Regions from separate parts of the Mus musculus genome. Here regions 2, 3, 4, 5, 6 and 7 are each linked to region 1. A link is a contact called in public Hi-C and promoter capture Hi-C data. All regions are on one chromosome and are shown on one strand. The core of a region is the stretch at or near the end of the contact, and the rest is flanking DNA. Distances in the headings are between cores, read along the strand shown. Region 1 holds the start of Tnrc6b (trinucleotide repeat containing 6b). Region 2 holds the start of Sun2 (Sad1 and UNC84 domain containing 2). Region 3 holds the start of Dnal4 (dynein, axonemal, light chain 4). Region 4 holds the start of Nptxr (neuronal pentraxin receptor). Region 5 holds the start of Npcd (neuronal pentraxin chromo domain). Region 6 holds the start of D730005E14Rik (RIKEN cDNA D730005E14 gene). Region 7 has its middle 18 kb from the start of Cbx7.

Evidence for each region. Promoter capture Hi-C pulls out the DNA fragments that hold promoters and counts their contacts. A called contact is a pair of places that touch in the nucleus more often than the background predicts.
Region 2: a promoter capture Hi-C map of liver shows a contact between it and region 1, with 5 times the contacts expected there. The contact joins the promoter of Sun2 here to the promoter of Tnrc6b in region 1. A contact is called at or near these places in 4 of 39 promoter capture datasets (hippocampal neurons, liver and pre-B cells), 1 of 484 Hi-C or Micro-C datasets (the N1E-115 cell line) and 4 of 115 datasets of contacts at active chromatin or transcription factors (T-cell acute lymphoblastic leukemia, astrocytes, embryonic forebrain and 1 more).
Region 3: a contact with region 1 is called in a promoter capture Hi-C map of pre-B cells, with 2.5 times the contacts expected there. The contact joins the promoter of Dnal4 here to the promoter of Tnrc6b in region 1. A contact is called at or near these places in 4 of 39 promoter capture datasets (the 3T3-L1 cell line, liver and pre-B cells), 3 of 115 datasets of contacts at active chromatin or transcription factors (astrocytes, embryonic forebrain and pancreatic cancer cells) and 1 of 9 other capture datasets (liver).
Region 4: a Hi-C map of cerebellum shows a contact between it and region 1, with 3 times the contacts expected there. The contact joins the promoter of Nptxr here to the promoter of Tnrc6b in region 1. A contact is called at or near these places in 1 of 39 promoter capture datasets (liver), 1 of 484 Hi-C or Micro-C datasets (cerebellum), 1 of 115 datasets of contacts at active chromatin or transcription factors (bone marrow-derived macrophages) and 1 of 9 other capture datasets (embryonic stem cells).
Region 5: a contact with region 1 is called in a promoter capture Hi-C map of liver, with 4 times the contacts expected there. The contact joins the promoter of Npcd here to the promoter of Tnrc6b in region 1. A contact is called at or near these places in 1 of 39 promoter capture datasets (liver), 5 of 484 Hi-C or Micro-C datasets (the N1E-115 cell line, cerebellum, embryonic stem cells and 2 more) and 4 of 115 datasets of contacts at active chromatin or transcription factors (embryonic stem cells, memory CD8 T cells, neural tube and 1 more).
Region 6: a promoter capture Hi-C map of pre-B cells shows a contact between it and region 1, with 2.8 times the contacts expected there. The contact joins the promoter of D730005E14Rik here to the promoter of Tnrc6b in region 1. A contact is called at or near these places in 6 of 39 promoter capture datasets (the 3T3-L1 cell line, hippocampal neurons, liver and 1 more), 1 of 484 Hi-C or Micro-C datasets (B cells), 4 of 115 datasets of contacts at active chromatin or transcription factors (the NIH/3T3 cell line, bone marrow-derived macrophages, double positive thymocytes and 1 more) and 2 of 9 other capture datasets (adipose tissue and liver).
Region 7: a contact with region 1 is called in a Hi-C map of cortical neurons, with 7 times the contacts expected there. The contact joins the enhancer-like site here to the promoter of Tnrc6b in region 1. A contact is called at or near these places in 2 of 15 datasets of contacts at CTCF or cohesin (large pre-B cells and pro-B cells), 29 of 484 Hi-C or Micro-C datasets (B cells, the Ba/F3 cell line, CD4 T cells and 19 more), 9 of 115 datasets of contacts at active chromatin or transcription factors (T-cell acute lymphoblastic leukemia, astrocytes, embryonic forebrain and 6 more) and 1 of 9 other capture datasets (pancreatic islet).

The regions. Positions count from the first base shown.
Region 1 is chr15:80,709,521-80,712,882 of GRCm38.p6, forward strand. Tnrc6b (trinucleotide repeat containing 6b) reads left to right here and starts at 1,793. Exons shown (of 25, transcript NM_144812.3): 1 at 1,793-1,968.
Region 2 is chr15:79,741,021-79,744,382 of GRCm38.p6, forward strand. Sun2 (Sad1 and UNC84 domain containing 2) reads right to left here and starts at 1,516. Exons shown (of 18, transcript NM_001205345.1): 1 at 1,319-1,516. It overlaps Gm16576 (predicted gene 16576), which reads left to right and starts at 1,678. Exons shown (of 4, transcript NR_045069.1): 1 at 1,678-1,891; 2 at 2,063-2,210.
Region 3 is chr15:79,772,574-79,775,935 of GRCm38.p6, forward strand. It overlaps Dnal4 (dynein, axonemal, light chain 4), which reads right to left and starts at 1,894. Exons shown (of 4, transcript NM_017470.2): 1 at 1,786-1,894. It overlaps Gm30977 (a long non-coding RNA gene), which reads left to right and starts at 1,955. Exons shown (of 4, transcript XR_875488.3): 1 at 1,955-2,213.
Region 4 is chr15:79,802,908-79,806,269 of GRCm38.p6, forward strand. It overlaps Nptxr (neuronal pentraxin receptor), which reads right to left and starts at 1,802. Exons shown (of 5, transcript NM_030689.4): 1 at 1,068-1,802. The coding sequence starts at 1,676. The region is part of intron 5 of Npcd (neuronal pentraxin chromo domain); the gene reads right to left.
Region 5 is chr15:79,832,743-79,836,104 of GRCm38.p6, forward strand. It overlaps Npcd (neuronal pentraxin chromo domain), which reads right to left and starts at 1,591. Exons shown (of 9, transcript NM_001013362.2): 1 at 1,401-1,591; 2 at 1,173-1,216; 3 at 960-1,025; 4 at 770-836. The coding sequence starts at 1,469. It overlaps Cbx6 (chromobox 6), which reads right to left and starts at 1,591. Exons shown (of 5, transcript NM_028763.3): 1 at 1,401-1,591; 2 at 1,173-1,216; 3 at 960-1,025; 4 at 770-836. The coding sequence starts at 1,469.
Region 6 is chr15:79,891,249-79,894,610 of GRCm38.p6, forward strand. It overlaps D730005E14Rik (RIKEN cDNA D730005E14 gene), which reads right to left and starts at 1,890. Exons shown (of 1, transcript NR_030675.1): 1 at 1-1,890. Apobec3 (apolipoprotein B mRNA editing enzyme, catalytic polypeptide 3) reads left to right here and starts at 1,160. Exons shown (of 8, transcript NM_030255.3): 1 at 1,160-1,321. The coding sequence starts at 1,269.
Region 7 is chr15:79,948,816-79,952,177 of GRCm38.p6, forward strand. It overlaps a transcript of Cbx7 not described here. Among named protein-coding and RNA genes, the nearest start is that of Cbx7, 18 kb to the left of the region's middle. RefSeq lists an enhancer at 1,122-3,362. Within about 2 kb of position 1,831, at least 214 of the 459 cell types and tissues checked have an H3K27ac peak or open chromatin away from gene starts, as enhancers often do. A contact at or near this core is called in B cells, CD8 T cells, the P5424 cell line and 13 more, where this site is marked.

The sequences.
Region 1 (3,362 bases), core at 543-3,042:
CTCTTAGTTGATGTTTGTGAAATACCTTGTCTTCCTCTGCTGGAAGGGTGTAAGTGCTGAGCCTACTGCTGTGTTACAATGGCTGTTTCATTGTTAAGCCAGTGCCAGTGAGATTACACAACAGCTTGGATAGGGAAGGGGAACAAGGGCTATGAACCCCCTCACCTACAAGGGACAGGGATTTGGGATGGTAATACGCTAACATGCCCAGATGTGGGTTAGAGTCCAGCATAGGTTCCTGGAGATCGTTTCGGTCCCAGAGGCTGGAGGCTGGTACTCTGGCAGTGGGTCTTAAGCATTCTGCCCTCCCCTGGCTGAAATGTGGAGTCGCTTCCATTAAAGCTGTCACAGAGAAAGAATCCTGTGGCCAGAAGCCAGGAGAACACACATGGCTTGCTCGACATCAGCGGCTCTGGAAGCTTTCCTGGAGGCAGAGGACTGTTCCATTTGCATGCAATCAATTATTTCTAAAGGGATGGATTCTTTATCTCACTCTAGACTTAATTTCTCCTAATTTCGAATTCTTTATTCTTTCAAAGGAACAAGCTAAAGATGGTCAGAGGTGTGTATGAGTGTTGCTTGGGCACATAAGTATGGTAAAAAAATGACCATTTACAAAGACAAAGAAACAGAATATAGATTTTATACGTGCTTCTTGTCAGGAAAAATATACTGTTTAACTTAGAACAGGGAAGAATGGTGCCTAGGAGGATATGATGACAATCTTTCTAAAGTTAGTCTCCAATAATGTTAATGACAAGGTTTCTAATTGCCAGAAACTGAGTAATTTAGGTTCTGAAGGAAACAGTTTTAAGATACTGGGTTGACGGACGGATACTATTCAGAGATACTAAGGCATGTATAGAAACGAGTCAGACAGGCCTAGAAACCACCTTATGTCCCAAAACTTCTTTCTAAATGGGTGACCTTGGATAAGTCTCTTAACCTCTTTTGGCTTTGCTTCCTGTAAAATTACTGTTTAATCAGAATAGTTTCTGTAAAGAATTGGGGACCGTATTTGGAATAAAATACAATAAATGATAGTAGTTATCACTGTCAACTTTCAATGACTAAAGATGCCCCGCTCCTCAGCCAAAACGTAGTGTGGAGAATCCGGATCTGACGGACAACACGGAAGTGCCCAATAAGAGGCCGGGGTAGGGGGGTGGGGGAAACAGTGGAATCAAACCAATGGCATGGGCCCTTGTTGTTGGCCGCTTTCTGGCTGATCCACCAATAGCTTAAGGATGTGACTTGGGAGCGACACCCTGACAGTCCAATGACGCACAACCAACCCACACTCAGCAATTCGGAGGGGATAAATCAAGGAGCCTGCACGTATAGATTCCGTTATTAGTGCAGTCTCGAATGGTGAAAGGAGCTTGGGGGAAACAGCCCCTGAGAGAGGCATTAGTGAGCTAAAAAAGGGGGAAGAGATGACTGCGCTAGGTGATCTCGGCCGCCATCATGCTCTAGTTTCCCCTTCGTCTCTCTGGGTCCGCGACCGAGGAAGCGGCCTCTGGGATGCTGAGGGGGTGTGTCCCCTCATGATTGGCGCAGGCCGCTCAGCCAATCCCAGCTCGGCAAACGGGAAGCACTTAGCCAATGAGGGGAGACGGCAGCGGCGAGGACTTAAGGGAGGAGGACCAGCGGCTTGACGGGCACGAAAGCTAACCAGTGAAAGCTAGAGGCATCCTGCCTGCGGCCAATGGAGTGGGGCTGTGGGCGGGCGCCAGAGTGTTTGTGTTGTGGTTTTGGGGGAGGGAGGCGGAGGGGAAAGTTTGTTTATTTTGTTTTTAGTTTCTGGGGTCCCCGAGCTTCGGCAAGGTGAAGCGAGCGACCGTGACCCCCCTCGCCTCTCAGCCTCCCCGCGACGACGCCTCCACAGCTTGCGGAGGAGCGGAGACCGCGGTCACCGCTGGGCTCCACAGCGGAACGCCGCGCACTCGGAGCCGGCGCGGCTCAGCGGTGAGTGAGGATCGTGGGCCGCGCGGGCCTGCTCCTTTCTCGGGAGCCGCCAGGCGGAGCGGAGCGGGGCGACCCAGGGTGGGCGACTGAGGACGCCCTCGGGGGCGCGCGGCACGGCCCGCTGAGGTGCAGCGTGTGCGTGTCCTCGCGCGCGCGCGCGCGCGACGGGAGCGAGCCGGGCGGGAGGGGCGGGTTGGGGGGGGCGGGTGGAGAGAGCGCGCGCGACCCGAGTGGGCCGCGGCGGGCCGGGGCGCTTGCCCGGGGCGCGCTGTGGGATCGCAATGTGCAGACGTGAGGCGGGGGAGGGGTGTGTGAGGGACGCGCGGTCACGTCGGTCGCGAGGGCCTTGGTGTCCCCAAGTATTGGGGCCGGGACAGACCGGCGTCACGCGCCTGCAGGTGTGAGCGGAGGAAAGGGCTTCCGGGTGGGCCGGTGGCTGTCCGAGCGCTTCGTGTCGCCTAGGGCCCTCTGAGCTGCAAATGCCAGGCGGTGGGGCGCGAGCATCCGGTGTCCCCGCGCGGCGGGCGTGCAGGCTTATGTGCTGGACCCCGATAGCGAGGTTCCACGGGCATCCCGCGAGAGCTGCGTGCGGTCGGGGGTGGGGTGCTGTGGCGAGGCGATGCTCACTTTGGATGAGGAAACAGACGAGGGGCGAGGGGCGGAGGGATGACAGATTTGGAAAGAGCCTTGGGAAGGGTTTGCTACCTAATGCTGGTAAGGTGCCCTTTAATTCCAAACTAACGGATTTGTTAGTCCATGATGGCTAAATAAATATCTGGTCCAGTGAAATTCACTACAGTGGCTATCACGACACCCAAGAACAGCAGCCGTCTCATCCATCCTTAGTCTTGGACGCAGGTCACCCGTCTGAGACTTTGAGCTTCAAGCTTTCTCCTGTGTCTTTGGGCTGCTTGGATTCTGAATAAAGAGTACCAACCAAGACTCCGTGAATAAAAACATCATTTGTACCTCCTTCACAGTTAAACATAGCAGTAAGCTGTACAAAAATCACACATCCTAGCCTTTTGTGAAATGTTTCTCTTCGCTTGTGGGAGATTTCAGTTCTTGACTTTAAAACTATGTGTTCGCCGTGGGTTTTGAACGCTCCTTAAAGAGCAGAGCATGGAGACACTTGTATAGCATGAGTATCGATGTAGTAAGTGGGAGGGATATCAGTGTAGTAGTAGTCTCTACAGGTAGGCATATACTGGATAACCAGTATCCAGAATACAGATTAGACTGGTTTGTCCCACTTGGGATGCATGCCTCTGTGTGTTTTGTTTTGTTTTGTTTTGTTTTTGAGACAAGGTCTCATCATGTAGCCTCCGCTGGCCTCGAACTGCTTTGTAGACCAGGCTGGTCTGGAACTTACAGAGATCCACCACCTGCCTCTT
Region 2 (3,362 bases), core at 266-2,765, 970 kb before region 1:
TCAAATCTCAGAATATCAACCCAGGAATCTCACCGAGCCTGGGCTAGCAGGATTACAAAACTTTAGATCCCAAACCCATCCAAAATGAGTTCCTGGTACTTGTGACTTAGTATTGTTTCTGCTATTCCTGGTGGATAGTGACCTCGCATGGTGGGAAACACCCAAACCCAGACCACAGAAACCAGAAGGTCAGGTTCATCCAGCTAGAAAGACAAGTAGCCTCCTGTCTGGGCTAACTGGCATCTTCCCAGGTGGGATGCCCATCTGGCATCTCTCACTCTCTTCGACTGGTGTTGGTAAAGGGACCAAGTGGTAGTAGCCAAAGCAGGAAGTTGCCTTGGTCCTGGGTTGTATTCCAGTCCTTATAAGGTAGTTCCCCCCATGACTGCCACCCCCACCTGACAGCTCCAGATGCCCATATGCTCCACCTCTTAACCCCTGCCCCGCTGTAGCACATGAAGCCTTTGCCAGGGGGGAAAAGAGTGTAACATGTTTATACAGTGCCCACGCCGCTGTTGCAAGAATCTAAACGTTCTGAGTAGGTGGAGAGGTGGGGCACCGAACACTGCCCCGTGTGCCACCTCCCAGCACTCCCAGAGCGGTGTGGACCTTATCTTTATCTTTCATATTCATCCTGTTGTCACAAAATAGTTTGCCACAGCGGCCATCCAGATTACACAAGATGACAAAGGTCTACCGTGGGGAGCCGCTGAGATAGACACTCCTCCATCCCGCCATTAGTTACAAAACCCTCAAATAAAACATACTTTCCTACTGCAGAGCCTTGGTCCCGAAGATTCCCCTATCCTGGGGAATATTATACGTGACATTTCCACTCCATTTCCCCTGGGACACAAAAAAGTGCTCCAGGCGCTCACCCTCTGTCCTGGCTCTAAGTCACACCCCGGAGCGCGCTGGCTTTGTTTTGTTTTGGTTGGGTTTGGCTGTTTTGGAACTGAGCTAAAAGGGCCCTCCCCCGTACCCCATAACTGTGACAGGCAGCGGTGGCGCAGGCTGAGAACTTCCAGTGCCAGGACTCGGCCTGTGGCACAGCCCTGGTCCGGTTTGGGGCGGCTGGGTCTTGGCTGCCCTCCTCCCCGGAGGCTGCTGGGGAAGTCCCGCCTGGGGACAGCGCCCTCCCCGTGACCGCGATGCGTCAGGGCGCCGGCCCGCGAGTGTCCCGGGGCGTGCGTCGCGCAGGGGCTGGAGTGGCCCGGCCTGGCCGGACAGGGAGGCGCAGGCCCGCGCTTTGGCCGGACGGCGACCCGGGTCAGGCGGGCGCGGGGCCGTGGGGAGGCGGGCCCAATCCCTTCTTTACCTTGCGTGGTTCTTCCCGCGTCGGAGTCCCCCGGGCGGCGCCGCGCACTGGGCCGGGCCGGGCCCGGGGCTGGGGCTGAAACGCGCGCGGAGCGGAGACGCGGGACGGCGCGGGGTCGGTGAGCGGACAATGCGGCCGGCAGAGGACCGCGCTGCGCGAGTGGGGCAGGGCGGTGCGCGCGTGGCCGAGTGTGTATGTGTGCGCCTGTCAATCAACGCTGACAGCCCACAAGTCATTGGCCGGGCCCAGCCGGCCCGCCCCGCCCTCTGCCGCCGCCCATTGGTTGATTTGAACACAAAGGCTCCGGCTCGGCCCGCCCTCCGCGTGGGCCCTGTAGTCCGCGCGTGGGAGGCGGGGGCGAGTACGACCTCCAGGCTGTGGGACCCGAGCGTTCCCTCGCGCATCCGTGCCCACGCGCGCGCGGCGCCGGAGCTCTAAAGGCTTTAGGTGCGGGAGCACACAGGGTGTCATGAAATTGGCCCCAGGATAGGGTCCTGACGCGGCCCCGCGCGGGTGGTTTGGACGCTTACCAGCGTCAGCCGTGTCTGCCCATTTTAAAGACGAGGGAAACAGGTCCGTGGAAGTTTTTTTTGTTTCTTATAAAGAACCCACCCAGAGGGGAAGTTGAGTCTAGAAGATTAATACTATTTAATTTTAAGGTTGAATTTTAAATTCCAAGGTGGGCAGGATACCCATCTTCCCGCACCACCTATTTTTGTTGTTGTTTTTGTTTTTCCAAGACAGGATTTTACTGTCACGGAGATCCACCTACCCCTCTGCCTCCCAGGTGCTGAGATAAGAGTGCACCACCATGTCCAGTCAGAAACCCCAAGTTTGACAGCAGCTTTTCTGTTTTAAAGAAGGCTCCATCCACAGCTGGTTGCAAGAGAAGGTAGGGCTGGCAACACGGTTCTCCTACTTTCCTCCCCCTGGGATGAGTTCCTGACTCCACGGACCTGTCCCCTCCCACCACCACCCCATCTCTCTCTCTCTCTCTCTCTCTCTCTCAAACACACACACACCCCGCCCCCAGAAGATAAAGGAGTGCGACTGGGGATAAACCACTTCTGTTCAATATCTTCTAAGGATGATGAGATCCGGTGTCCTTCACTTTAAAATGCCAAGGGGGTGGGGGGAACTGGGACAAGAAAGACAGTGGTGGTTCACGCCTTTAATCCCAGCACTGGGGAGGCAGAGGCAGGCAGATTTCTGAGTTTGAGGCCAGCCTGGTCTACAGAGTGAGTTCCAGGACAGCCAGGGCTATACAGAGAAAGCCTGTCTCGAAAAGAAAAAAAAAAAAAAAAAAAAAAGCTGGTATCCAAAGGCAGTAGGAAACTGAGGAAATACACACACCCTCATTTTGGATTGGTTCCACTGCCAAATAAAACCAGATCCCCTTTCTAGACCTCCATTGTCCCATCTGGAAATGAGATGCTGTCTACCCTTACAGTATCTTTGGACAATTATGCTAACTATCTTCTTCTTCTTCTCCTTTTCCTTCTTCTTTTTTTAACTTTATTTTATTTAATTTATTTTTATTAGATAAGATTACAGAGGGGAACAACCTTGACCTCAAGAGTAGGGCCACATTCAGACTTTATGGTCCTCCATTTTTAAATTTATTTATTTATTTTTGCCGCGGGTAGTGCCTTCCCCATCTTATAGCTCTGAGGTGGAGCACACGCACAGACAGCCCACATGAGGGCTCTAGAACAACAATAAAGTTATGTTTCTACCCACATGGGTATAAAGATGATACTTTATTATCATGTTGTAATGCTTTTCTTGATTTATAAGACATCAACATGAACTTGATGTCCTCGCTTGGTTCCCGGCTGCTGCGATAAAGCACGGACCAAAAGCAACTTGGAGGAGGCAAGGACTTCTCTGGCTCACACGTCCCTATTGTAGTCTCTCACTGAGGAAAGTCCGGGCAGGATGTCAAGCAGGAGCAGAGGCAGGGACCGTGAAGAAACACTGCTTACTGCTGTGCTGTTCCCTATGGGTTCCCTCCGTTTGTGTTCTTATACTATCTAGGACTGCC
Region 3 (3,362 bases), core at 644-3,143, 940 kb before region 1:
GGGGAGGGTATGGGGGACTTTTGGGATAGCATTGGAAATGTAAATGAAGAAAATACTTAATAAAAAAATTTAAAAAAAAAACAACCTTGGATTCTGTTTTTGCTCTCACATAACACAGGGTGGCTTTGAACTCACTGAACCACTGAGCTCCTGATGACCTTGAACTTGTGATACTGCTGACACAGCCAAGCCCTTGGGTTGCAAGCATCACGACCTTGCCTGGCTTCTTGGAGCTTTCAGGGTGGCTGGCAGCACAGAGGTTGGGGAGTTGGATTGACAGGGATGGCAGCCAGGAAGCTACAGCGATCAGCCCAGAAAACAGGCCTAAGAGGCCAGAATGGTCTCAGGAATGGGGAGGGTGTGATACCCCACGGAGAGAGAATCAAGGTAACTTGATAACTTTCTCAGAGGGATGAGCCTACCAGAGCATGGAAGAAACCAGGTAGAACAGATAGGCAGGCCAGCTTGATGCTAGCAGCTGGCAAAATGCAAATGGAGACATTTAGTCAGGAGGAAAAGATGGCAGAGTCATGGATGGTTGGAAAAGGGAAGCTATGAATCCTCGTATCACTGTACCAACCTCTTTCAGTTTCCTCACTCCTGTACCCCAAGAATTCCTAGCCACAGGGGAAGAGCAGAGCCAGACAGCAGGCCTGAGGTTCATCTGCAGACAGTGGCTACTGAGTGGGATACTGCGCAGGAAAGCACTGGGCTCTTCCCAGGAGGGAAAGTGTGAGGTCATAACAGACAAAAAGAAGAAATTAGGGGGTGGAGGTCAGTTTATAAAGTGCTTGCTACAAAAGTATGAAGACCAGAGTTTTCTATCCCAGCACCCGTGTAAAGGGCTGGGTGAGGCGGCCATGCCTGTGAGCCCAGCATTGGAGAGGCAGCTGAGAGGATGGATCCTTGGAAGCTCATTAGCCATGAAGCCCAGTGGTGAGCTCCTGGCATCAAAGAGGGAGACCCTGTCTCAGACAATAAGGTGGAGAGTGATTGTGAAAGACACCGAATGTTGACTTCCAGCCTCCACATGTAACTGCACACACAGGAACGCACATACACACAGAAAAAAGACAAGTGAGCAAGTACCGTCTACACTGGACTGGACCCTTTGTACTTCATTTGCCAAAGGAGATGAACTTCAGACTATTGGCTTTATAGATGCACTGACTGGTGCCCAGAGAGATCTTAGGTAGTTCTTACCAATGGGAATCCAACTTAAGTTTGCCAAATTCTTTGCATTACATAAAAGGTTAGGAGAACACACATCCTAAGGGGCGTTGACAGTTAAGTCCCACAACATCATGCTAGGACGTCAGAGTCCAAAAGGCCTTTGCGACCATTCAACCCAATTTCGACTTTATAGATGGGAAGACTGAGTGCCCCCCGTCGGGCAATAGTCAGCCTAGAATCCCAGAGTATCGCCAAATCTCCAAACCAAGTGATCTGGGACGAGGCGATTTAGACCACCAGTCAGCAGCGAGGTGGTGCGGGGACAAAGTGCAGTGGGAGTCAAAACAGGGAGGATGCGAGGGCATGGAGCTAAACAGGACCCAAGATGAGTGAGGAGGAGCGGCCTGCAAAGTGGTGCTGGTGCGCAATGTCACTGCCAAGCTCCGTGGTCTCCTACGTGGGACAAGGGGAGGTCCTGGGCCGGGAACCGCGGGCTGGGGACCTAGGTGGGGCCTAGCGTTGGGCCAGGCCTTGTCCGCCCCGCGCATCCTCCCGCCCTCCCTCAGGGCCAGCCCTCCCCGCCGCGCTGCCCTCCGCACTCCGCGCCCTCACCTGCTCCCGCGGGGGCCGGAGCCGAGGCCACAGCCAGCGCACCCCCGCCAGGGTTGTCAAGGAGCGAGCCAGAGTGTCTTAGCAACCATCACGGAAGTCCCGTCCCGTCACCGGACGTTGACAGCAATATCACTTATTATTGGTGTAGAGAAGTGCCAATTAATTCCGAAGGGGCCTAGGAGGCCGGAGCTTACGCGAGGGGCGTGGCTTAAAGACCGAGGAGGTGGGGCTTCGCTCATAGTCGTCTTAAGCCTGCCGGAGCAGCTGCGGACAGGCAGAAGTAGTCTTTGTAGAGGAACAAACTTCTTAAAGCTGTATTGCCCTGGGAGTTTTCGACATCGAAAATGACAAATGCAGTTTGTTGGTGTCGTGACGCTGATCTGCTATTTTACGACGACCGCAGGAGCCTGATAACCACCAGAACTTAGGTAGTGTTTTAGTCCTTTACAGTGAGTGACTGTCTCATTGATTCGCAACACAGTGCTTACTGTTAACAGCATCCGTGATCCCGTCTGGGCCAATGTGTAGAACTAGAGAGACTGAAGGAAAGAATCAAGGCATAACCTCAGAGAAGGAATCCAGATCTTTCCCTTGTGCAAACCCTCCAGGGTTGCTTTGTCCCAGGGGCTGGGAGACACCTGTACCATCAGATGCAGTTGTCTGGAACCTGCTTCTGATTCTTGGAAAGAAATGACCAAAGAGTGTTAGAGCCTCTTGCTGAGGGGAAGGTGAAGAAGAAGAATGGATCAGTGGAATGCCCCATAATCTAAACATTTATTCTATGCGTATCATGCAATCATTAATGAAGCCCCACTAGCTGGTGATTCTGCGGAAGGCACAGTTCAGAAGGTATAGAGCCATGAGAAGAAATGGAATCGTTTCCGCGTGCTTCTATAGCAGAGACTGGCAGGGTACTGGCTCTTTTTAAGTGGGACAACGAGGCGGGAAGAGCCCAAGATGACCAGAATGCTAATGGGAGCGGGACAGCGGTAGCTCCAAGAGGCCTGGGTGCAGGGTCAACGTAGTAGGAGTGCAGGGTCAACATAGTAGGTCAAGTAGAGGGGAAGACAAAGAAAGAAGCAGGGCAGAAGAAAGAGAGGTTTGAAACACAAGTGGCCCCTGGTGTGAGGTGAGATAGAGTCATTGGTTGCTGGAGAGCTTTGGGGAGAGTGGTAACAAGGTCTGATCTGGGACAGTGGATTAACCTAGCTTGAGTGTACAGACCCAGAACACACACATTGGGCTTGGTTTGAGACTTGGCAGCAGGAATTCAGCTCAGCACACGACAGTTCCTAGCTAGCCTCCCTGGAAAGTTCTGACTGTCTGTGGCGAATCTTACTCAGCCTTCAAATTTCCTTAATCCTCTTTTCCAACTTTCTCCAGGAGATGAAGGGCAGCCTTTGAGGGGGATGACGCTCTCACTTCTGTCACTTACACAAACGACTCCCCCAAAGGGGTCCTTGTTTGCCATCCTCTCTTTCTCGCCTCCCATTCATTCTCCCGCCCACCACAATCTGGCTTCCACTCCCACGATGTTTCTGAAATTCCCTCTCTTGTGGTTACCAGTGACCTTCTGA
Region 4 (3,362 bases), core at 552-3,051, 910 kb before region 1:
TCTTTCTCTCTCTCTCTCTCTCTCTCTCTCTCTCTCTCTCTCTGCCACTCAGCTCAGGAGGTTTGAAATGGATTTTCTTATCTCCATAAAGGGAGTGGAAGCCCTGGAGGTGGTATGAGGAGACTGTGGTCTGATAACTCTGAAGGTGGGGGTTCAAGCAGCTGACTTCATGGTGGTCTGCTGGGATGGAGCCTACAACCTTCCCACAGGTATCTCCTCAGCTTGAACTTGGAGCCCTATACATGCTCTCTCTGCCCATTTAATTTGTCCATGCTTTCACTTCACCCTTGCCTTGCCCAGCTACAGCCTGGGGGAGGAGGCTGGGGCCACAGCATCAGCCCTATCTCGCCCCTCCTTCGAGGATTTATTCCGTGTCTGGAAATCAGTCCATGTCTGGGAATGGCCAAGGCTTTCCTGTCTGTTTGTCCTGCTCAATCTATCTTATCTATTTGTCCCCAGACTGGGAATTTGTAACAGAGAGGAAAGGGACCATAGGCATAATCAGTCAATGCCTTAGCATCACACACAAACCCGAGAAGGGTCCCTACTCCCCGGGGACTCCTTGTATCTGACCTGGAAAAGGAGGCGGAGGGAGCTAAGTACACCCCTATTGAGGAGTCATCCGCTGATTTACCCCAAGAGTTCAGAGCTTCAGGTACATAAAGCTGGGCGTGGCCCGGGGATGAGAGGTGATGCAGGCGTGCAGGTTGGTGCTAATGAGGCACTCTTGGGCTTGCCAAGACAGCTAACGGTACTCCTAAAGGTAGTGAGTACGGGGTGGGAGCTGCTCTAGGTTCCCGAGGAGAGCATCTAAGGAGACCATGTGCCAAACATCCCCACACCTGCATCTCAATCAATTTTCACTACAAGTGGACGCCGTTCTCCCATTCTCGTGCCCCGATCACCGTGCCAGGTTCCCACCGGCGATTCGGACCAGAACACTTCCATGGTGCCTGCCAGGGGCATGCTTCAGGTGACCCGACCGCAGCTCCAGGGACCCGGGACCCCCGCGCCGCAGGCTGAGCAGGGCCCCTCCACCCCGTGTCCCCCGACGGCGCACCACTCACCTCGATGCGCTCGATGCGGTCTCGCAGCGCGCGCACCGCGTCCTCCAGCTCCAGCAGCAGCGCAGGTGAGTCCCAGGCGCCGTCGGCCATGGTGTCGCGGCGGGGCCCGGCGTCCTGGAGGCCGCGCGGCAGGCCGCTCTCACAGCGGCCCAGCTTGCCGGTGAGCTCGCGGATGGTGTCCCGGTCTGCGCGGATGCGCGCCTCCTGCTGCAGCGCCGTCTGGCGCAGCTGCTCCGCGGTGCTCTGCAGCAGCAACAGCTCTGCGCGCTCGCCTGCCGCGTCCCCCTGCTCGGCCCCCGACGGGCAGGCGGCGGCCAGCGGCGTACAGAGGAAGCGACTGAGCAGCGGCACGGGCGGCGGCGGGAAGACGCTGGCCGCGGGCTCCCCGGGCAACACCGAGGGCCCGGCCGAGCCGCCTGCGCTGTGCAGGGCGCTCAGGCTGCGCTGCGGACCCGAGCCACCGGCGGCCGAGGCGGCCGAGGCGTTGTCGGTGCCGCCGGGCAGCGCGCGAGCGGGGCTGGCCGCCAGGGGCACGCTGGCGATGATGCAGATGACGGCACCGAGGAACGCCAGCATGCCCGCGGCCAGCAGCACGGCCAGGAACTTCAGCGTGAGGCGCGGAGGGGGCGCGCGAGGCCCCCGGCAGGCGCGGCGGCGGGGGTCGGGGCGCAGGGCCCGGGAGCGCGGGAGCCGGAACGGGAGCCGGAGTGGGAGCCGGAGCTGTCGCCGCGGCCGCTACTGCCGCCGCTCTGAGCCCGCGCGGCGGGAGGAGGAGGAGAAGGCGGGCGCGGCGGCCCCGCCCCACTCGCTCCCCCGGGGCCGGCCGAAGCCCAGCCCCGCACCCGTTCCGTGCCGGGAGCCCGACTGCGTGCGCCACGCCCAGGGCTTCATCTCACTCAGAAGGAGGTGACTGGATGGCTACGTGGCGGCTGGGTTCTAAGGCGACCCTGCGTCCTGGCCTCTGGTCCTCTCCGGGTCCTCCCGCCCCCCGGAATGCCCATAGCTGTGTCCCTGCGGGGCTCTGGCCTCAGCACGCTGCAGCCTCGGTTGCAGTTAACACCAGTCTGAACACGTTCAAGATACAAATGAGGAAACTGAGGGCCCTGGGCTCAGCGTGATGCCGGCTCCGTTGTAGTTAAGCCTCAGCCTGAACATGCTCCTGATAACAAAGAGGAAACTGAGACCCTCTGAAACTGAGGCCAAGTGGCAGCCCAAGGTCACAGCTAGAATGCATTTGAAGCAGCATTGAGGTGAGCCACATCTGCCTGGACAGGACTACTAAGGTGAAAGCTAGCGATCAAAGAGACAGCAGTCGAGGGTGAGGAGGCCTAATCTGTTTCTGCTGTGGTCACCTGAGTGTCACCTGCTACCTCCTCTTTCCAGAAGAGCAGGTTCGCTCTGCTCCAAGCACCCCATCTGAGCCCTTAGGTCTGCAAGCATCAAAGTTGCCAGAGGATAATCCCCTAGCTCGCTGCAGCCTCTGTCAGAATGGCAGGTGGGATGCAAGCTGGTGGGCGCCAAGACCAGGCAGGAGTGGGCTATGTGTGTAGGTTTTACTTTATCGTGCCTAAAATGCCTCTATATATATTCTGTTGAAAATTAACTTTGCAATGAAAAACGTTAAAAATCTTCCCACCCTTTCCAGTCCGGCTTCAGCCCTGCTGTTCTGCAGGCTGTCTCTGCCTGGGATGGATTCCTGAGCTGGAAGAACCCCTGGAGGCCATGAAGGTTCACGCTGCAGCCTGGTAATGGCTCACTAAGTCCTGAGCCAAGTCTTGACCATCTCAAAAGTCTCTGACTCCCCACAGCTACCAACGTGGACATGACTGGGGACCAGGACCTTTCTGAGGAGGCAGCAACCTCCAGAATCCTGGGGGACCTTGCCTGGTCACTGGCACCCCATTGGAGGTCCATGAGCATCCGTTCTGACTCCCTTCATTTTCCAGGCTGGGGGTTATGTCACCTCTGCTCACCCACACCCTAGAGTCAGGGATTGTTGTCCAGATATGCTAGTGAGAGGCACAATGCGGGCTCTGCTCATCATGAGCACCCAGAGCTGCGTTGATGACAATTAATAACCTGAGACCCCAGCCCAGGCAGCACGGCTCAGAGGAAGCATCCACAACTGGAGATCTAGCCTCAGATCTTTGGAGGCAATGACAGGCATTGGGCCCCCTACAGCCTTAGGGGTAGAGACGATATCAGCACCCCAGCTGATTCTAGTATGTCCATGAAGACAGACACGCAGACAAAAATCCCGATGGAAAATGTTCTTCAAGGGCCAGGAATGCCAGG
Region 5 (3,362 bases), core at 341-2,840, 880 kb before region 1:
CAGGCTCTGTTCTTCCTCATCAAAAACAAAACAAAACAAAACAAAACAAAAACAAAAACACCCCTAACTCTCCAAGATGGCTTCCCATGAAGTTCTTCGCTCTCTTGCCAAACAGGCTATGTTCACCATGCCCCACCCCATCTTCATTGGAACCTCCAGAAATATCAGGATTAGGGGTAGACAGGCTCAGGACCCGAAAGCTGGTAGTCCAGTGTGAATGATCAAATTCAGGTTGAAGTAATTTAAGGTCAAATTCAAGCCGGGCCCCCAAGTGCTATGGGAGAAGGTACAGAATACACTCCAAAGGAGGTGGGCAGTTATAGGGCATGGGAGGCCAGTGTTTTGCCAGGAGGTAAGCCTATCTATACTCAACAGCTCCAAGACTCTAAATCACAAAACAGGCCAGTGTGTTCAAGGCTGGAGGAGATGAAGGGTCTCACTAGCGAAAAGAACTTCCCAGTCACCTCCTCCCCTGAGTATGCCCCACCTGCTTCACTCACCCGCTTCCTGGAGCACAGTCGATCCCCCACCCCCAGTTCCTGGTTTCATCCCTGATTACCCCACTCCCAGGCCCCTCTGGCTGGGCTGGCTACGGCCCGCTGCCAGGGACTTGTCAGGGACTCACAACCACCCCCTGCCCAGCTGGGGCCCCTCTGGAAAAGCCTGCCCGCCTAGGCAGCGGCGGATCTGTCCCTCCCTTGCAGGCCGGCCCTGTGCTGCGCCCTGGCTGGGGGCCCGAGCGGGGGCTGCTGGGGCTGGGCCAGGTTACCTTTAGGAGGAAAGTTTTGGGTTTAGGTCCCCTCTTCTTGGGCCCATACAGCTCACGTTCCCTTTCCCTGTAGTCAAGAAACGCCAAAGATGAAAAAGGGTCCCTTCCTGGGCCCCACTCCCCGACCCTGCCCGCCTTTCCCGCTTCCCTGCGCGGCGCCCCACCGCGCCTGCCAGCTTCTCCAACTCACTTCTGCTCGAAGGCTGCGATGAGCCTCGAATCCAGAATGTTCTCCTCTGGCTCCCAAGTGCTGTACCTGCCGAGTCACGCGTACAGAAGAGCAAAATGAAAACCCAAGGGGCAGGGGCACACCGCGAGGGCTCAAGCACGCACCCCCTATCCAAGGCCCAGGTGTCTTCTTGCCGCCTCCCCAGTCCCCATGCCAACGACCCACGACACTCACTTGATCGCCCACCCTTTCCATTTCACCAGGTACTCGATGCGTCCCTGAAAAACAGAAAGGAAAAAAAAAAAAATAGGGGGTGGGGGTGGGGAAGATGCAGGGACGCGAGGAGGCGGCGGCGCGGGGGTGGCTGAGGGAACCCGGCTAGCCGGACCACTGCACCCCGAGGGCCCCGCGGGCTCCGACACCACCGCGGGGAACACAGGGCTGTCCCGGCCGAGGGCTCACCTTGCGGATCCGGCGTTTAATGATGGATTCGGCCGCGAAGACCCGCTCGCCTACTGCAGACAGCTCCATCTTGCTCAGCGGCACCCACAGCCCATAATACTCCCTGCTCCCGCGGCCGGTGCTGCACCGCTCGCGCACGCGCCCCAGCGCTCAGGCCCCCGGCGGGCGGGCGCTCGGCGGGGCGCGCGCTCGCGTTCCAGCTGCGGGCCGTCACGTGATGCTCCGGGCCTGAGCGCCGTTGCCAGGGCCTCCCCCTCCCCCGGGGCGGTTGCTAGGGAAAATGAGCGCTCGCGGGGCGGGGGCGCGCGAAGGCTCTTAAAGGGGCCTGTCCTCTCCCCCGCAGTCCTGGCGGGAGACCGATGGATGCTTGGCTGCTGCCAAGCCGAGTGAGGTGCAGTGCAATCCTACATTGTCCCACTTCATCCTGCAGGCCCAGGATCCCTGCCACCTCCTACCCTCCTTGTAACTCCTCATGCCAGAATTGCCAGGCCCTCGACAGAGAGATGCGATAGGCCCAGGAGTCTCTAGGCGCTGTGCATCCTCCTGCAGACGTTTGCAAACAGTTAAATATGATACAGCAGAAATGCATTCACTGCAGCTTTGCCAGGCCTTGTGGGGATTTCTTTAACACATCACCCCATCCATTATTTATGTATTCGTGGGAGTGTGGTTTTGTAACCGGTTCAGATAAGTTAAAACAAAAACGCCACAGCAGGAAGGGGGCGGCGGGGGGGGGGGGGTGACTGCAGAGGTGACCCAGGCCTGCGACCATGGTCTCAACACCTACAAGTAGACCTTGGCGAGTGTGTTTATAAACCAAAGAGAGAGAGGTCTCAAAAGAGAACCGCAGGGCATCCCAGATTGAGTCCAAAGCAGTCTTTCTTTGGGTCACTCAGCAGAACCCGCCTTCATGGTCAAATCTGTATTGGGATTTTCAGGCCGCAGGCCACAGCATAATTCTACAAACCACAGCTGCAGGAATGACTCCGCCATTGCTCCTGGGAGGCGCAAGTGGGATCTGGAACTTTCCCTCTTGGATGTAGCCCACCTCGCTGGAAACACACATTGAAAAATTATTTAATCGGAGTTTCCATTAGGCCAGTGGTCTTGTTCTTTGCAAAAAGAAAAAAAAATTAACCACATATAAATAAGGAAACGAAAGGGAAGGAGCAATTCATAACCTGTATTAAGTCATTGGGGTCCTCTAGCCCAGTTCTTTCCCTAAACTCGGGCCTGCATGAATATGCATAGATACATCACCTACTTGGAGAACACAGGCACACATGTTCTATCTATTTAAATGTTTAAGCACTATAGGGTTGTACTATTCACACTGGAGATGCTATCCTCCCTTAATGATATTGATTGGACATTAACACTGATTTTGCTCTGTTCACCTGTTGTCTAGGGCTGGGCTGGAGGAGGGGTGGGGATTTGTAAGGGTCAGGATTATCTTTTGATTTCATGATTGGCTTATTAGAATGGGGTGGGGGCACAGGGTTGTACAAGTCTCCCCGCGATTGCACCATTTCTTGAAGGTGCAAATTCACTGATGAAAATCTCAGCTTTCCATCCCTGCACGCCTGCAGATATGTATAGAAAGTACATTGACTGAAATCCTTCTGCTCCCCCTCAAAGTCTTTATGCTACTGAGAAAATCCTCTTAGCTGGCAAGACAGCAAACCTGAGGTGAACATCACCTAAGTAGAGAGTTGTTCTGCCCCGGTGGGGTGGCGTGGATGAGCAGGTAAGTTGAATGTGTGGGTGTCTGTGCTTGTGCAAGCTGAGGAGGCCACAGGATGAAGAAGATGGCCACCTATCCACATAGCAGATCACTCAGCAGTCTTTGTGAGCCATTGTGGAAGCTTTGGGAAACAAAAGTCAGTGCGGTGAGAAAATTGCCTTTCTCCCTGCGTGACCTCAAGGTGCAGATAGTTCCCCAGCAGTAGATGGATTTGTGTC
Region 6 (3,362 bases), core at 640-3,139, 820 kb before region 1:
TAAGGTAGCTTTTTTAAAATGCCCATTTATAGATGAAGAATATTAGACTCAGGATGTTAAATAAATCATCAAAGGCCACATTAAGAAAGAGACAGAATATCTTGGCTGCAGGGCTGGTATTATTAGCACTATGTCCTCCTTTGGATCTGAGTTTGGTGCATTTTCTGGATCTACTTTTGTTATATTTTCTTTTTATATGTGTCTACTTCCGACTGAAGTATTATTTCCCATTAGTGCTGTTATATTGTGTCCATTTGTTTTCCAAGACAGTAGAAAACTACACACACTCCCTCCCCCACCAAGTTCAACAAGTTTGGCTTTGTAAAGAAATAAGGATAGCCTTCCACCAGATGGGGGCGCTGTGACACGCTCGCCCTACAGGAACTGGCTACTGTGCCCAGAGCCTCTGTGGAGAGCACCGTGTATACCTGCACACGTGTATCCCAAACCACTGGAAGATTACTTGACTCCGTGTGCATTCACTCCTCCAAAGAACGCTAGCTGAACCTCAATAACCAGAAGCGTGCACTTGCTACATTTGACTGGTCCACGCTACTGCCCTCGAGAGACACAGGTCTGTGAGAACAGTAAACTCATTTCGGTCTCCCTCATCTGCAGGGAAACAAGCTTGGATGACGGGCTCTGATACCAGCTCGGCCACCTGCTGCTGGCTGATTCGGAGCCATCAATGATCCATTTTTGTGCTCCCCGTTGATCTCAGTCTAGCTCCACACCTGGGGCAGTTGGGAAATTAGAGGTGAAGGGTGCCAAAATCCAAGCCACAATTAGAAATGCGAAGCCAGGCTGTCCCCTCCCCTCCTAAGCCGAAGGGAGAAAATGTAAGGGTCCCCACTCCTTAACACCTACAGAGTCAAACCCTTGGTTCAACTGGCAGCTTTGGCTGCAAGCTCGGCACAGGATGGTCTAGGCAGGTTGGATGGAGACGCCTGGGGCCACCCTTGGGGCGTCTGTCCTACCCTCACCGCGGTCGGCATCAGCTTCTCTCTACCATCAGTTAGTTTCCCTTTCTCTTTGCGATCCCCGCGGGCCGCTGTACAGAGGAGCAGGTCTCTGCCAAGCCAAGGGACAAAGAGGTGGGCAGGAGCCTTCTGGGCTTGATCGCCTAGAGCCCTCCCATTCCGGGAGCTGATGCAGGAAGAAGGTGGGGCCTGCATTCACTTGGCCCGGGAGGTCAGTTTCACTTCTGGGGGTCTTCCATAGCCTGCTCACAGAAAATGCAACCCCAGCGCCTGGGGCCCAGAGCTGGGATGGGACCATTCTGTCTGGGATGCAGCCATCGCAAATGCTATTCACCGATCAGGTACCGCTGGCCCCGCTCCTCCAAAATTTTCACTGCAGTCTCTTCCTGGTGGCCCCCATTTTGCTGTATACCGAGCCTCTCCTCTAGGTCCCCAGCTCCCGATTCCTCTCTCACATTCTCCAGGATACTCCGTAGCTCCCACTCCCCTCGAGGGTCCTTGTTCTGAGCCGCTTCGGTTACCTTATAGCTGCTTCTAAACTGGCCACCCTGTACCCCTCTCCACGTCACCCATATTTCTTCCTGTTGAGACTTCTCAGTCTGGGGTTACTCGCCTTTGGGTCTTCATGCTGATCCAGGGCTAGGCTGGTCTGGGCTTCAAATTTTAAAGAGAAATCCATGGAAGCAGACTTTGGACGACCATGTATGGAGAACTTTCGATAGATGTCCTAGAATATCCGTGCTGTTTTAACCCAACCTCAGGGGATACTGGGAGAAGAGGGGACCACTCTCTAAGGCAATGTGAACCACCTTTCCAGAAGTAGCCACTCTGAGCTGGGAAAGGGAAAGGGTAAAGAGAAATTCCCCTAACACACCCATTGCCTGGATGCTTGTGGAGACTTCTCGGAACCACACCAGTCAGCTAAGAGAAAAAGAGAAATAATAGGGGGCGGGGTTGGCACTGGAGAGAGATGGCTCAGCAGTTAAGAACCTTTGTCACCTTCCACAGAGGACCAACTGCTACCAGCAAACACATGGTATGGCTCACAACCACCTATAACTACAGCTTCTGGGAATCCAAGGCCTTCTCCTGACCCCCAGACATGCACATATTAATTCAGAACACATACACATATGTATACATGCCCAATGGCAAGAGATGTGAGTGGCCGGGTGTGGTGGCGCACGCCTTTAATCCCAGCACTCGGGAGGCAGAGGCAGTCGGATTTCTGAGTTCAAGGCCAGCCTACAAAGTGAGTTCCAGGACAGCCAGGACTACACAGAGAAACCCTGTCTCGAAAAAAACAAAAGAAAAAAAAAAAGAAAGAGAGAGATGTGAGTGTATTTTAAACCTACATATAAGAAGAAAGTTATACTGCCTACTCCCTTGGGTGACATTCTGATTTTTGTCCCTTCTCCTGGTGCCTGTGATGTCGGTGGAGGCCACTGTCCCGTGGGCAGCCCAGCTGCAAGTGGTGCGTGCATGCGTGGGTGTGGTGGAAATGCAGGCTTTAACTTCAAAGCTAATACTTTTACCCGCTGAACCATCTCCCTGGCCCGTCTTTCGAACCAATTCACCTCACCCTGAGCAACTTTGTCCTGTCCAGTGATGGATAGACCTGTATAGAGAGAGGCGACAGTCATATCACAGAATAGCATGTCTTCAGTCTTCAACAGAAAGCCCCTGGCCAGCTGTCTGTCTCCAGGATTAGGGCTCCTGAAGCCAGTTATCAGCAATTATCTGTTAATAGCCTTGTCCCCTGGGTGTGGCCTTGTAACCAGTCCCAGATGTCACCTCTCCTTCCAGAGTCAGAGATAAGCCTCCGATCCCATTCTTCTGACCAAGGCTTGATAGACGTCTGATTTTTCCAGCTCTTTTCTACAGGCTGCTGGCTATGAGGGAAAGGGTCCAGCCTGGGGTCCTCCCAGGCCACTAATACCTAGCCAGCTTTGAGGGAAGGGATCCAGACTCTGTCTCCTGATTTTTTTTTTTTTTTTTAAGATTTATTTATTGTAAGTACACTGTAGCTGTCCTCAGACACTCCAGAAGAGGGAGTCAGATCTCGTTACGGATGGTTATGAGCCACCATGTGGTTGCTGGGACTTGAACTCCTGACCTTCAGAAGAGCAGTCAGGTGCTCCTACCCACTGAGCCATCTCACCAGCCCCCTGTCTCCTGATTTTTGGTTGTTATTATATTGTGGAATTTTATTGTGATGGTGGTGGTAGTTTGGCTGTGTTGTTGTTGTTGCTGTTCTTTACATTCTTGTCTCCCTCTCCCACCCTCCCCCACCCCAGCCCCGACAGGATTTTACTATGAAGCCCTGGCTAGCCTGGCACTCACTATATAGTTCAAGTAGGACTCGACCTTGGCATAATCTTC
Region 7 (3,362 bases), core at 581-3,080, 760 kb before region 1:
GGGCCTTACTATGTAGCCCTGGCTGTCCTGGAACTCACTCTGTAGACCAGGCTAGCCTCAAACTTTAGAGATCTGCCTGCCTCTGCCTCCCAAGTGCTGGGGTTAAAGACTTACTACCACTCCTGGCTATTTATTTTTTATTTTTAATTAAAAGAAAAGAAGTCAGCAGACTCCCTGTCCTCCTATTCTTTCCTCTACCCTGATGTGTCCAGAGGGATCACCGAAAAACAACCCGACCCATTTACACACATCACCACCTGCTCAAAAGCCACCTGTGAGCCAGGCACACGCCTGCCATCCCAGCACTCAGGAAGGAGAAGCAAGTGGATCTCTGTGAGTTCAAGGCCAGCATGGTCTACATAGATAATTCCAGGCTAGCCAGTAACATTGTGAGACCCCGTAGGAAAAGAGGAAGAGAGAGAGAGAGAGAGAGAGAGAGAGAGAGAGAGAGTGAGAGAGAGAGAGAGAGAGAGAGAAGCCACCAAGGACTCCCTGGTATCTGGGCATTCAGGTCCCACTCTTTACCAGTGCCTCTCAGGCCCTTCCTCTAGCTCTTCCCTGGGTCGTTTCTCCTTTAATTTAGTCTCCACTGCAATCCTGTGGGTCCGGGTCTCTCCCAGGACAACCAGGGTTTCCTTTCCAGCGCCTGAGCTCATGTTGTACACGAGTCGAACAAATACACTTTTGTTGCCCAAACAAAATGCCTGTGTGTTACTTTTGGTCTCTTTTCTGCAGTGCCTCTTGTCTAAGCATGCCTGCCACTCTCCAGCCTGGCTCTGAACAGCCTCCCGTTGCTGATCATTGGCAGGGACGTTGGACCCACCTCAGGTGCCTGCTGGTGCCTCATCTCAGGGGGCGCCTTGAATATCATGTGTCCAGAGTCTAGCTTGGCTATCGTTCCAAGGTCATTCACACCCCTCAGTTCCTAAGAGGGGCATTGAGTGGATTTGCTAATGGCAGCCTTGCTTGCCCAGGGCCTACTCCATTTCCTAGGCTTCCCATGGTTCCTCGGAATTGCAGGCTGTCCTCCAGGCCACATCACAGAGCTAGGGGAGATCCTACCATCAGAGAGAGTCATGGGAGACAGGGAGGAAGACAGGTGTGAGCATGCCTCTATAAGGCCCCACCAAGTCTTTCCAGCTCCAACAACTGGGCGCCTGGCCCCCGATGACGCCCTTTTACCCGTCTCTGATGCTAGTTAGTTTACGCTGAACCGACTCCGGCCTCCAGGGAAGTCAATTTATGCGCTAACTCATTCCTCAAACATCTGCACCTCCTGCGCTGTACCAGCTCACTGAGGTGCGCTGGGAAGATACTGAGGATGCTGAGGATATTATGATGAGAGACCGAAAAAAAAGTCTCAAGACAACGTCACTCGCACTGATTTCACACCAGGGCCGTTGGTCGGTCTGAGAGCACCCACTGGCTGAGATCTTCTCCACTGAGCTGGGTGCCCCTTCTGCAAAGTGGAACAGGGCTGGTCGTGCCCAGGGCCTGCCAGTGCTGCACCTGAGGCAGCAGGGGGAGCCACCGGTAAGGACTCCCGTGCCCCAAGGAGCCTCTTCTGAGAAGGAAATATTATTTAACCTACATTGTGTGGGCGGGAAAACACGGGGTCCTTGGAGCCTAGCCAGCCCCTGTCTTCAGGCTGTTTGGCTTTGTTTGTTTTTTTGGCCTCTTTTTTTTTTTTTCCTCTTTCTTTGGGCTAATTGTTCTCATTAAATCTTTTTGTCCTGTTTTGTTTTTTACGGGCTGACAATGCTGCCCAGCGCTCAGCGCAGCTTCCTGTGTTTCTGCCCAGTGCAGACCTCGTTTCCTGTTGTGAGCAGTCGTCATGGCAACTGGAGCCCTCGGTGGGCTCCACGGGGGGCCGACAGGGGGGCAACAGGAGTGACATCACTCGGTGGGAAGGCAAGGGGCTGGGGTCCGTCAAAGAGGGCTGCTGGAGGCCGCCTGCGGGCAATTGCTGTGGGGTGACTCAGCCTCGAGACAGGGCAGAATGCCTCGCATTCTTTCGGGAGGTAAGCAAGGTCAGGCAGCTAGGCTGGGATCCTGTTTACCTGACCCTAGCCCCCCCCCCCCGGGGGACCCAGAGCCAGTGCCGTGCTCACTAGGACAGAACCCCCAGAGCTCAGACGCTGAGCCTGGAGTGGAGGAGGGGCGGGATCCAGACTCCCAGACCAGTCTGAGACCAGCTTCAGGTCACTGCTCCACCAGGTGACAGCTGTCACTCTGAACAAATCACCCGGCCTCCTGATTTCTGATGGAGGGATCCCATGAGAATGACTCCTTGGTCTCCAGTCAGCTGAGATGACTGGGGCCCAGGAAAGCAGGAGTCACAGAGCTCCACACTTCTCACTGCCTGTCACTTGCTCTAAGGCTGGATGAGAATGAAAAGCTGGGGACCCCACTTGAATCCCTTGGTGAGCCCCAAGTACACAGCCTAGACAAAGGAATAGAGAAAGCTAGCCTTGAAAGGCAGGGCATGCACCCTGAAAATACCAGGGCTGGGGTGTGGACAGAGCTCACCTGCTCCATTCGCATGCTCCCTGTTTCTGTGACTCCCCTCGGCCACCAACATGAGAATGGAGTCTGGACGAGCCCTCTGAGCCCATGTATGGTTCCTGACCAACCTGAATCCCACAGCCCCGGGGACCACGTAGAACAGCTTCTAGATGGGGTGCCAGGCCCTACCTAGAGTCAGACTGCCCACATTCACCTTTGGCTAGCTTCAAAACAGATCAGTTGCCAATGGGAGGTCTCATGTTGCAGGAACCAGGACAGGGCCCCAGTTATCACGGATAAATGGAGACCACCTGGCTCAGTAGCCAGCCTTAAGAACATGCTTGCTAGTCAGTGCCTTTGTAGCTTCCCAAGCTACCAATTCACCTTCTATTGCACCACACAGGGTCCCATTCTTTAGTTCTGGCTGTCCTGGAACTCTGAAGACCAGGATGGCTTTGAACTCTGAGATCCTTCTGGGATTAAAGGCATGTTATCCGCCCCCCAGCCCCCCACCCCATGCTTGGAGAAGTTTACAACTTCCTGGGTTGCTATGAGATGAAGCATCTAGCACATAGTAGGCCCACACAGATGCCCACTGCCCTAGCATCACCTACCCAGCAGTGCTGGAGACCCTGACTCTGGGTGCCCATCCCAATTTATCCGTACAAATACAGTGAGAGGCAGCGCGGCCAGCTACCCCGCGGTTTTCCCATAAAGGGACCGGGTTTCCCTGGATAGGAAATATCCTGTTCTGGCTGGAGGGGGGAGGAAGAGGAGCGGGAAGGACACAGCCGCCTACATTCCTGGCATTCTTGGCAGCTGTCGTGTCCAGCTGCCTGGCTGTGACTGGGGGCACT